Linked DNA regions of Oryzias latipes: region 2 is linked to region 1. A link is a contact called in public Hi-C data. All regions are on one chromosome and are shown on one strand. Each heading gives the region's core, a stretch centred on a gene start, on an enhancer-like site or on the middle of the called end of the contact. The rest is flanking DNA. Distances are from core to core; before and after follow the strand shown.

Region 1 (5,149 bases), core at 1,195-3,694:
TTGCCATCTTTGCTCCACAGCAGGACATTCAGACAAGTACAAACCCAATGTGTTGGCAGTCAAGACGTCTATGATTTTGTGGTTTTCATTTTTCCTATCAGATTTCTACTGTTTATCGTTATTATCTAAAACATGGGCTTTTGTAAGAAATGTCTCAAACACATGAAAGATTTTATATAAAGCATCTTAGTACAAAATGTATCAATTTTATAAATTCCTTTCGTGTGCTTTTATCCGTCTAATGTAGCCAAAAATGATAAGAGAAGCAATCAAGCATTAAGCATTTATATATGTTATATATCTAAAAGGATCTATGATTACAGACATGTTCCAGCGTCGACCTCTGCATGACCAAACAGGTACAGGTAAAAACATGGCAGAGGTATTGAAAATCTTTTGTTTCTTAACTTACGAGAGAAACTTGCCCACTTCCACCTGGATGATGGCATTCTGAAGCTGGACTTCCAGCAGCTGCGCGTCAGCCGGGCCTCCTTCACTCGACTTATTGGCGTGTGGAAAGAAGATCCGCAGCATCCCCATGTAGCTGCCCACCACCACCTTGTCTGCAGGGTTCAATCACACAGAACAACTGTTGTTAGGAGGGCGGCTGCTACATACAACAACAACAACAACACAGTGCATGACGGATGAAATTCCACACACACACATGCAAGAGTTTTTTTCTGTTTGTGTGATTTTCTTTTCATCACATACTGACCATAACCTGTGCCACTGTTGTCCACATCACCCACACACAGGCACCCCTGATCGAACTCTTCCCCCTCGCCAAGAGTCGCTGACCACCAGTCACGGGCTTTGAACAGGGACATGGTGACTGAAAAAAATCATTGGACATCATTTTCTTAACATGCTTTTAAACAAGACATTTTCTATGACAATTTTAAAAAAAGAATTCACTGCATCAGAAAAACACACAATTTATTTCATTTGTTGAGCGAAGCTTGTTGGCCAAAATGAACAGATGTGACAATTCAAAGAAAAACTTAAAGGCTTGGAAAACAAATGGTACTCATTACACAACAATAGGGCCAATAAGGGAGAAGCAACATCATCTTCATCATTACTTTAATAACATTACTGCAGGTCGCTGATGTCAGAAACGGCATTTCTATGGTGACACAGTATTTTTATTCAGCAAAGTTCAGAGAAGCAGATCAGTATTGTTTCCTGGAAAATAGCACAGCATGCAACTCCTAAAGAAAACTAATATTTTCACAAAAATATATACTTTTGTTCCGTTTCTACACGTTATCAGGAATAAGAGAAAAAACATTAGATGACCTCAGAGCTAAAACCTTTGATTGTTATTCTTGAGAGTCATCTTCTAAAAGGAACATTATGGAAAACTATAGTTTCAGGTGATGTGTGCAGGAAAACTGCAGCCAAATGCAAAGGAGCCTGGAGGTCACATGACCTCAGGATTGAGCGTGTGAGCTCGGAGGTCGAAGAGGAGGGAGGAGTGGGTGGGGGCAAGCAGCTTTTCTCCTTGCTAAATGCTGAGCCGATGGAACAGGCTCTTAATCCAGAGAGAAAGAATCCTTCCTATCTACAGCACACGGCCTAAAAGATCTGAATGAGCATTCAAGTCCAGTTACTGTGAGTGAAATAAATCAAATTGGTTGAAAAAGCAAATAAAAAGGTTGAAACGTTAAATAATCTCAAAGGTTTGTGTTGAATAAGACCATTTTAAAGCAGAATTTGCATCTTTAGTTCTGAGACAAACTGCAAAACATAGAAATGCAGGTCTATGTAATCAGATTACTACTTTCTTAAAACAAAAAACATGTCATAAGTCACCAGAAATCAATCAAGTTTGCTTCAGATTAATGTGTTTCTAAATGACAAAATGGTCATTTTAAGGATTATGTAATGAATGACTTTGCTTTATGTTTAATATTATATCTGTTGAAGTAATATCGTCACAGCACTGCAGATTATTAAGTGAAAACAGCTAAACGTTTAACATTATTACACTAACAAAAGAAACACACCAAATTCTACTGGTTAACGGTTAAAATTCCCTTTTTCCTATAAGCTTTCATCTTCCTCTGTGTGGTAACCTAAGAAAAAAATACACTTGAGATCTGCGGCGTCGTGGGTGGCAACAGGTGATTTACCTGCAGCTAATACCAAGCCAGCTGATTTAACTTGTCTTTAGCTTAGCTGTGGCTACACGGCTAGCCCTCCAAGTTTCCTGGGTTAAAGCTAACACGTCCGGAGCACCGCTGCTAATTTCTCCACTCTATGTCCGTTATCGATGCAACAAAGCCGTCTTTGTTTGTGGGTTTCTCACCGTTAAAGAACCGCTTTTCCTCGTTCCACTTCGTTCACACAAACATCACATCTCTCACCCTCTTGGAGCCATCGTCCTGTTGTCATGACACTGACGCTAAGCGGAGGAGCTATGCGCTTGTGCGCATGAGCGGAAAAAGAGAAGCGGCTGATGGGTAACCGAGTTTCGTATTGCCCACCTGGTCAAGAGGTGTAAGTTTTTTTGTTGATAACTCAAATAATATAAAAAAAAATTAACTCACTTATCTATACATTTATTTGGAGAAATAAGACCAATTACATCAGAGAATCTAAACTAATTAAGGAATATAATTTGGGAGGTATGAAGAAAATTGATTCTGAATCAATGGTTGGAACTTTTAGAATAAAATGGTGAAAAGACTTTATAGCTAATCCTGACTCTATAGTTTCAGAGAAATTCCAATTGCTTTATTTGATAAAAAATGCAATATTGTCTTCCAATGTTCAAGTTAAACTACCCAATTTTAGTAATAGGTGAAAAAAAAACTTACTGAAAAAAATGTGATAATAAATATCTAAACAAACCCTTTAAAGGTCAATGATACCAGGACTTTAAAAGAAAAGTTAAATATAAAATAACTGACGCATCTGTCACATCGGATGCCCAACAATGGAAATTCATGAAATGGCCCGTAGTCCCCAAGATTAAAGAAATGCTTAAAAAAAAACAATTATTATCCATCAGCAGAGACGTTAAGGAGTAGATTTGGCTTTGAGGTTGATCCGTGTGATTTCTGTCATACAGCCTCAGAAACAACACAACAGCTATTTTTTTTTTTTTTCATGTCCAGTGACCCAAAGCTTCTGGCAAGATTTTCACAACTGGCTTAGTGAGAAAATTAACCTCATACAATTCACACAAGAAGATATTTTGTTTTGTAACAGTAAGTTGTCAAAAGAGACACCAACACAAGTGAACATCCTCCTGATTTTGGGAAAATGTCGTATTCATAAAAAAATTTGAAAAAAGATTGGCCGAATTTTCGGTGCTTTAAAAAGTAAGTCAGACTGTATTTATCCTCATTGAAATATGGTCAGAACTCAAATCTTATGACATTTGTAAATTTGCTACAGAATGGTTACTGATCTAGGGTACAGATTGTTAATTCCATTGAAATTTAATTTATGCTGAAAGATTGATATATTTTTGCATAAGCATACGTTTGTGTGTGTGTGTGCACGCGCATGTCTTTGTAACGATTGTATTTCAATAATGAAAGAAAAAGAAAGAAAAAACAACTTCCGGTTTTCAAAATAAAAGTGTTCAAAGTTGGTTAAGAAACAACAACGACCCTCAGCGATAAAGATTTTTTGTTACTGAAATGCCAAAATGTAACGCCTAACAATAGAAAATGACATAACTATTCATTCAAAGGTAAAAAAAAAAAAGGGGGGTTTTGTTTTTTTTTGGTTTAAATTTGTTTTTTTGTTTTTAAGAACGAAAGGGCCTTTGTGCACTTGGCTTACAGAAAACAAACTTCATCCTATATCCGTCCTCCATTTTTGTGGTTTTTTTGTTGGTTTGTGTCGTCTTTTCCGTCATTTTACTCAAGGCAATAAATAAATAATAATAAATAGAAAACAGAAGAAATTCGGGAAAATCTTAGTTTTAAGAATTCGATAATTTGCTATAATTTTATCTCCAAATTTTGTTATAAATAAAAAACAGCTTTATTTATTGAAACTTAAGAAAAAAAGTAATTATGTTAAAATTATGTTTATTCAGCCATCACGGAAAAGTCAATTTTGGGTTTCACTGTGACAAAATGGAAGTGAATAAAAAAAAAAATGAACAGCTGTTTTATTTCTAGTGAGTGAAAATTGACTCAATAAAAAGTGGAAAAAAAGAAAACTTACCCGGTTTAACGACCTCACAAAATACGTATTTATTGTATATTTTTTTAAAGCCATCAAAATCCATCATTTTATTTGAAAAAATGCACCCGTCAAAACCTGGTAACTCAGATGCAGTCAAACAATATGACTGTCCATAAACCTCACAATTACAGTTTTGCATTAGACTGCATTTAACAGAGATAACATTTTTTAGTCTCATAGATCTTTCACTTTAAACATTGAAGGCAACATGCAGGTGGTAGCAGCAAATATACAAGCCTGAGGAAAACTTTCGACACCACGTCAAACAAAACAGACATTTTTATTTCAAATCTACTGAAAAATGAATGTTTTTCGAGGTAGTGCTCAGCTTAAACACTTGTTTTTTATTGTTTTATTGTTACAGCAGTATTGTGTGATTTTACTGACTGTAAATCCTTATCATGACCACTAGAGGTCAGCATACGCATGACATGAAGACTAAAATGTCAGAGGAAGATGGACAAAAAATAAATCTACTTCATATATTTTTAATGTACCAGTAAATTAACCATCATCTGTCTGTAAAACTGACATCAAATGAACACATTTGGGGTAAAAAAAAACACTTTGTAAACATGGCATTTCTGCACAACAAGCGGGTTGAACAACCATCAAACTAAAACACGTACAACAAGTGTTCATCTTTTCCCTTCCAGGCAACACTTTTCTTATAATATTGTTACAATCTTGCATTTAAATAAAAGGCAAGACATTTTTGAAATACTTTTTTCAAATCCTTTATAAAAGGAATTGCTCTCTATTGTTTATAGAAATGCTGCTTTTTTCAGATTTTGTGCAGTTTATTCTTATAATGTTCTAATTTTGAAACAGTGACTAGATGAATTTGCAGCAGCTATGTCACATGATTTTAGACCTTGGTGAAAGGCATGCTGGGATATAGCTAAAACTTAAAGTCTTTTAAAAAATATCTATATTT
Region 2 (5,149 bases), core at 1,913-4,412, 230 kb before region 1:
TTACGTAGTTCTTCTCCCTCATTTTCTTAATTTCACAGAAAAATCGTTTAAAAAATCTCATCGTGTGAATGTTGTGCTGCCAAGTTTCATGATTTTTTCCTTTCATGTCTGAGCAGTTCAAAGTTCTGAACATTTCTCCAGAATAAAACAAATATAAAAATCCTAGACACATCAGGAAACTTGAGGCAGAGCGGCTTTGGTGAATTTACTCTGCAAAAAGACTCTCTGGACGCAAAGCCCTTCCTTCTTGTTGACCGTTTCTCTCAGGACGTAGTCGTTCACCACAGACACAAAGCCAGCCTCTTTAAACAGCTGAGCCAGATGCTCTGACAAAAGATCAAGAGTAAATATGTCAAAATGAAGCAACAAGACATAAAGAGGTGAAAGATAATGAAGGAATTTACAGACAAAAATGTACTAAATGATCAATATAGTTAGAATACCTGTTCAAGCTTTGCTATTTAATTTCAGAGTATTCTTACCATCTATAGATATGGTAGATTTTCTGTCACAAATCATCAACAAACATTTTCATATACTGGAAGCTAAAATATGAAACAACTTACCCTTTGAGAAGAAGTAGGACCGGGTTCCATCCTGACGGACGTAGAAGTTTTCCCCGAGCTTGCTGCCGGCTTTAAAGCGGAGCATGGCGTGGTCATGCAGGCCGTAGTCCCTGAACAACACGACGCCGCCAGGCTTCAACACCTTTATTCCACATGCAAAGAACATACAAAGGTTTCAGTTTATATACATATATATAGAGATAGATATATAGAATGTTATCAAGAAAAAAACTGTTTATATGCAGCATAACAAGAAAAGAAAAAAAAGAGTAAAAAGGTATGAATTAAATTTTAAACTTTGCTGAAAGTAAAAAACAAAAGTTTTTGAGACTTTCTAGAGATGACATGTCCGGTCAGGGGAAATTGATTTGATTCCTTTTTGATTTTATATATTAGGTCTAAAGGCATCTGGAACCATCGTTATGAAGAAGACATTTTTGACTTGGTAAGTTTTAAAGGACCAAAATGATGCCTGCAGGTTCACCCTGCTCATTAAAGCTTGTAAACATGTCAGTCTGAAGTCAGAATAAGTGAATCAGTCCTTATTTCCTAAGCACTTTACAACACCACCAAGGTGCCTAAGTGCTTTACAAGAAAAAGTCAGATAATTTTTGTTTTAGCAGTTTAAGAACAAAAATATTAAAACTGCATAAAGCAATATATATAAAAGACAGATAAAAAAAGAGGAAAGGAAAATAATGAGCCACCAACTACTGAGTATTAAAAGTCTAAATAGTGAAGTCTTCAGTTGAAGTTTATAACTGTTTAGGTGTGATATCAAATGCAGCTCTGGAGGAATATTATTCCATAACTGGGAGCCGGTAAAGAAACAACAGAGTCAGTGAAAATTATGACCACATTCTTTCTTGGTCTTGGTTGAAAAACCAACTAAATCTGAAGCAATCAGTCTTTTAGTCGTTACTACACCATGTGACAACAAACATTTGGACACGTGTTGCTTGTATTTTTACGTGTTTCTTATTGAAATGTTGAATAACAAACAAAAGTGCAACAGACCTTAATTTTTATTCTTGAACATCACCTGAAACATCTCATTTCTAAAACAGCAGGAAAATGAAGCTTTCCATTCTTTTCTCTTTGCTACTACCTTGTTAATGTTCTCCAAAGCCAGCTTCATCTTCTCTGGATGAACGGCGGACAGGACGAAGATAAGAGTGACAACATCCACGCTTCCCTCCGGAACATTTCCTGTCAGATCATCTTTGGTTAAATCACACTGGAAGGCACAACAGCGCTCAGGGCAGTATAGAGGGTTTTGCTGTAAAATAAAAGAACAAAAAAGTGTTATTTATACCATAAAGTTGATGTAGTTCCCTTTTTCTAAGTTATAGAAAGTGCCTCAAGATGGTTTGAAACTTCTACAGATGAAAAAATTAACATCTTTAGTGACAATTTGTGTGATATTTACAAAATAAAGAAAATACTTTGGTACTCAGTTTTACATAAGTTCAAATAAAAAAACTTTCTAAAATGAAGCAATATAAAGGAGGAAAAAAGGGAAGAAAATATAGGACAAGGCTTATAAAGACATTATAATAAGAACAAAGTTGTTGTGGGAAATGCCTCACTTTTACAAACTCAACAGCTCGTGGGGAGAAGTCACAGGCGTAAACAAATATGTTGAGGTCGTCCTCCAGCAAAGGAAAGAGGCAGTTTCCCACGCCGCAGCCAGCTTCCAACAAAACCAACTTCTGGGACTCAAACTGTGAAGCAAAGCACAAGAATAACTGGACATTAGTTTAATAAGCTTGTTTGGCCATCTGACCTACAATATTTTTCAGCATCTTAAACTTTAAAGAAGCATAAATAGAGTATAGTTTAATATTTTAATATTACATTTAAGTAATTAATGTGAATATATTATTCATATTAATATATTTTAATTTATTAATTAATATATGATTTAGGGTTTTAAAAAATGGCGTAATTACTAGATAATTTAACATTTATAAATAATCTGAAGAAGAAGAAAGAAATCCCTATTTGATAGATAGAATGTTCTACATGTTAAATAGAAGATTATTTATTTTGTGAGTATAAAACAAGAAATAGAAACAGATGAAGACTGGTAAGTCCATGTATAAAAGTAATCTTACCTCACGACACTCTTTGAGTTCTTCAAATTCCCTGGTTGTCCAGTGTCTGTCTTTGAAGAAATTTGTGGCGTTTCTTTTGTAAAACAAGTCCCAGTTTTTTCGAGCTTCTTTCTCCAGTTTTATTTGTTTGAACTCAGATACAAGAACTCGCTCAGTTTTGAATCTACCCTGCTCCTCCTGGGTTAAATCTCTGGAGGAAGATGTTTTCGTTTGTCCGGACAGGCATGTTGGTGTGTCGTCCGTAGACTCGGTATCTTCGGCTCGGTTCATCATATTTCCACGCTGCTTTAAAGTTTTTGGAGATTTTTTTCCGTCTTTCTTTGTACAAAGTCATTAATTTACGACATTTTCAGTTGTTATTCCTGAACATTTATGCAGTTTATTACGTTTTCAATAAAACAATATAAAATAAAAGGTTGAATAAGCTAAATCTACAATAAAAAACCCTACTTCAATTTCAAACAATTCTTTTCATTTCCTCTGTTGTGTACGTTCACGAAATCCTTCCGATGAGTGCACGTAATTGCATTCCGCGTTGCCATCTGGCTTTTTATATAAATTGTTTATGAAACTAAAATGTACTAAAATAATTCTGTTTGATAAAAAACTAATCTAAATGCAAATTATCATTTAATAAGACAACCAAGTTTTATCACAGTTTTTGCCGCCGTCTGATCTTAGAGGTAGTTCATAGTCGAACCAAAATCAAAAGAGAGCACAGTGACGTCAGGGATGTTTTGCTAACTGTTAGCTTCTGCAGCTAGTTTTATCTTCCAGTTGGATTATCCTGTTTCTTCCCAGTTGCGACTGTTAGCTCACTTCTTATTACCAATATACGTAAATGTTAGACTTTTAGACAAACTGAACCATGAACGGTAGTACAAACCCGCTGCTGGACAAAGAGGAGCATGTTTTGAAGCTCGGAGAAAGCTTTGAGAAGAGGCCAAAATCTTCCTTTCACACCATCCGATGTGAGCGTGAGACCGCGTTGTGTTTACAAGACCTTTAAGTTCTTAACAAACTCTGGAGTGCGGCTGGTTATCTGCTGTAAATGTAGAGGCTCTCTCTCCAAGACTCTCTTCAATACTTTTCAGTCATTTGAAGATAAAAGCAGTTTGTTTTTTTGGTTGAGCTTTTACACTTTATGCTATTAACTACCCAATACTTATTTTACTACACCAAAGTTTATCTAATTTTTTGTGAGAAACAAGTTTTTTATATTTGCCTCCAACCAGGACTCATTTTTTAGCCTCCAGCTCCACATGGAGTGGCAATTGAAATTCTCCTTCAAAATAAAATGCAGATCCTATCTGTTGTAATAAACACAATCTGGATTGTTGGGGCATAAATGCTGAATAAAACAACTGGATGCAGGGACAACGGTTTATAGTCTTCATCGTGTTTCTTGTTCAGTGTGGTATTTAGAGATATCCAGTTTTTCTCAGAGGATTCGTGTTGCTTTATTGAAGTAGATGTTTGAAGTAGATGTTTCACAATATAGGATTTATTATTGATACCAAAACACTTTTATTGTGACGCCTAGGCTTGGAATTGCATTTTATTTACACTAAAAAGCTTTTCTGTTTACTTTTATTAAAAAAATTCATACTGTTATTCACTCAGGTTCAATCATATTGTTTCCATGACCAGTTATGTGAAGACAGTTTGAAAAATGTAAACAAAAATTAAAATAGAAATGCAAAAAAAAGAAACGATTCAATTGCTTTGAGTCAAAGCCTGTGTTGTATTTTGAACTTGTGTGTCAAAATAGACTTTGGCTGGACTTGGGAGAGAAACCATCCGTGTTACAGAGCTGTTGTAGTAAAAGGGTTTTATGATGCATGTGATGTCCTATTTTAAACACTGACCTCCCCGCGTCACAGTATTCCATTTACTCATTAGTTCACTTTTAGATCTCAGTAAAAGTCACCTTGGGGCATTCTCCGGAGAAAGTGGTCATGTTAAATTCAAACTTTGAATGCAATTGATTTATAGTGTTATAAAACATATTCAATTTGTTTTGTACAGAACAAAAAATTATCTGTATTAAATTAGCATTTTATCTCATTTATTATAGTTGATAGAATTACAAATGCAGCCAGGGAAAACAACCCACATTATTTTTTTCATCTTATGCTAGTATGAAATTACTGTAATTGCTTTTTTGTATTTTGGTTGTTTTTCCCTTCCAGGTAGTTATTCTCCAACTGTAATTATAATTCCATATATGTGTGAATGCCAGTTCACGGTGTTTCCCTCTAAATAAAAAAATAGGCAATCAGGGAGAACACAAATTTGACTCGATACATTTCATTTCCAGATGACTTCAAACCAGCATCGATTGACACCAGCTGTGAAGGGAAGCTACAGGTCGGAAAAGGAGATGAAGTTACAATAACGTTACCTCATATTCCAGTAAGGCTTTCCTCTTTTTAACAATCTGGTCAGAGATGCATGCACATCATG

Evidence for each region. Hi-C and Micro-C count contacts between places; a contact is called where the count stands out from the background.
Region 2: a Hi-C map of gastrula embryo shows a contact between it and region 1, with 1.8 times the contacts expected there. The contact joins the promoter of mettl6 here to the promoter of bbs9 in region 1. A contact is called at or near these places in 2 of 5 Hi-C or Micro-C datasets (fibroblasts and gastrula embryo).

Annotation. Positions count from the first base shown.
Region 1 is chr16:25,938,808-25,943,956 of ASM223467v1, reverse strand. It overlaps bbs9 (protein PTHB1), which reads right to left and starts at 2,444. Exons shown (of 22, transcript XM_011485713.3): 1 at 2,315-2,444; 2 at 719-835; 3 at 413-563. The coding sequence starts at 830. It overlaps nt5c3a (cytosolic 5'-nucleotidase 3A), which reads right to left. Exons shown (of 8, transcript XM_004078329.4): 8 at 4,196-5,149.
Region 2 is chr16:26,173,781-26,178,929 of ASM223467v1, reverse strand. mettl6 (methyltransferase-like protein 6) reads right to left here and starts at 3,162. Exons shown (of 5, transcript XM_004078332.4): 1 at 2,684-3,162; 2 at 2,156-2,290; 3 at 1,675-1,845; 4 at 567-708; 5 at 1-326. The coding sequence starts at 2,956. The coding sequence ends at 172. eaf1 (ELL-associated factor 1) reads left to right here and starts at 3,406. Exons shown (of 6, transcript XM_004078463.4): 1 at 3,406-3,654; 2 at 5,004-5,098. The coding sequence starts at 3,552.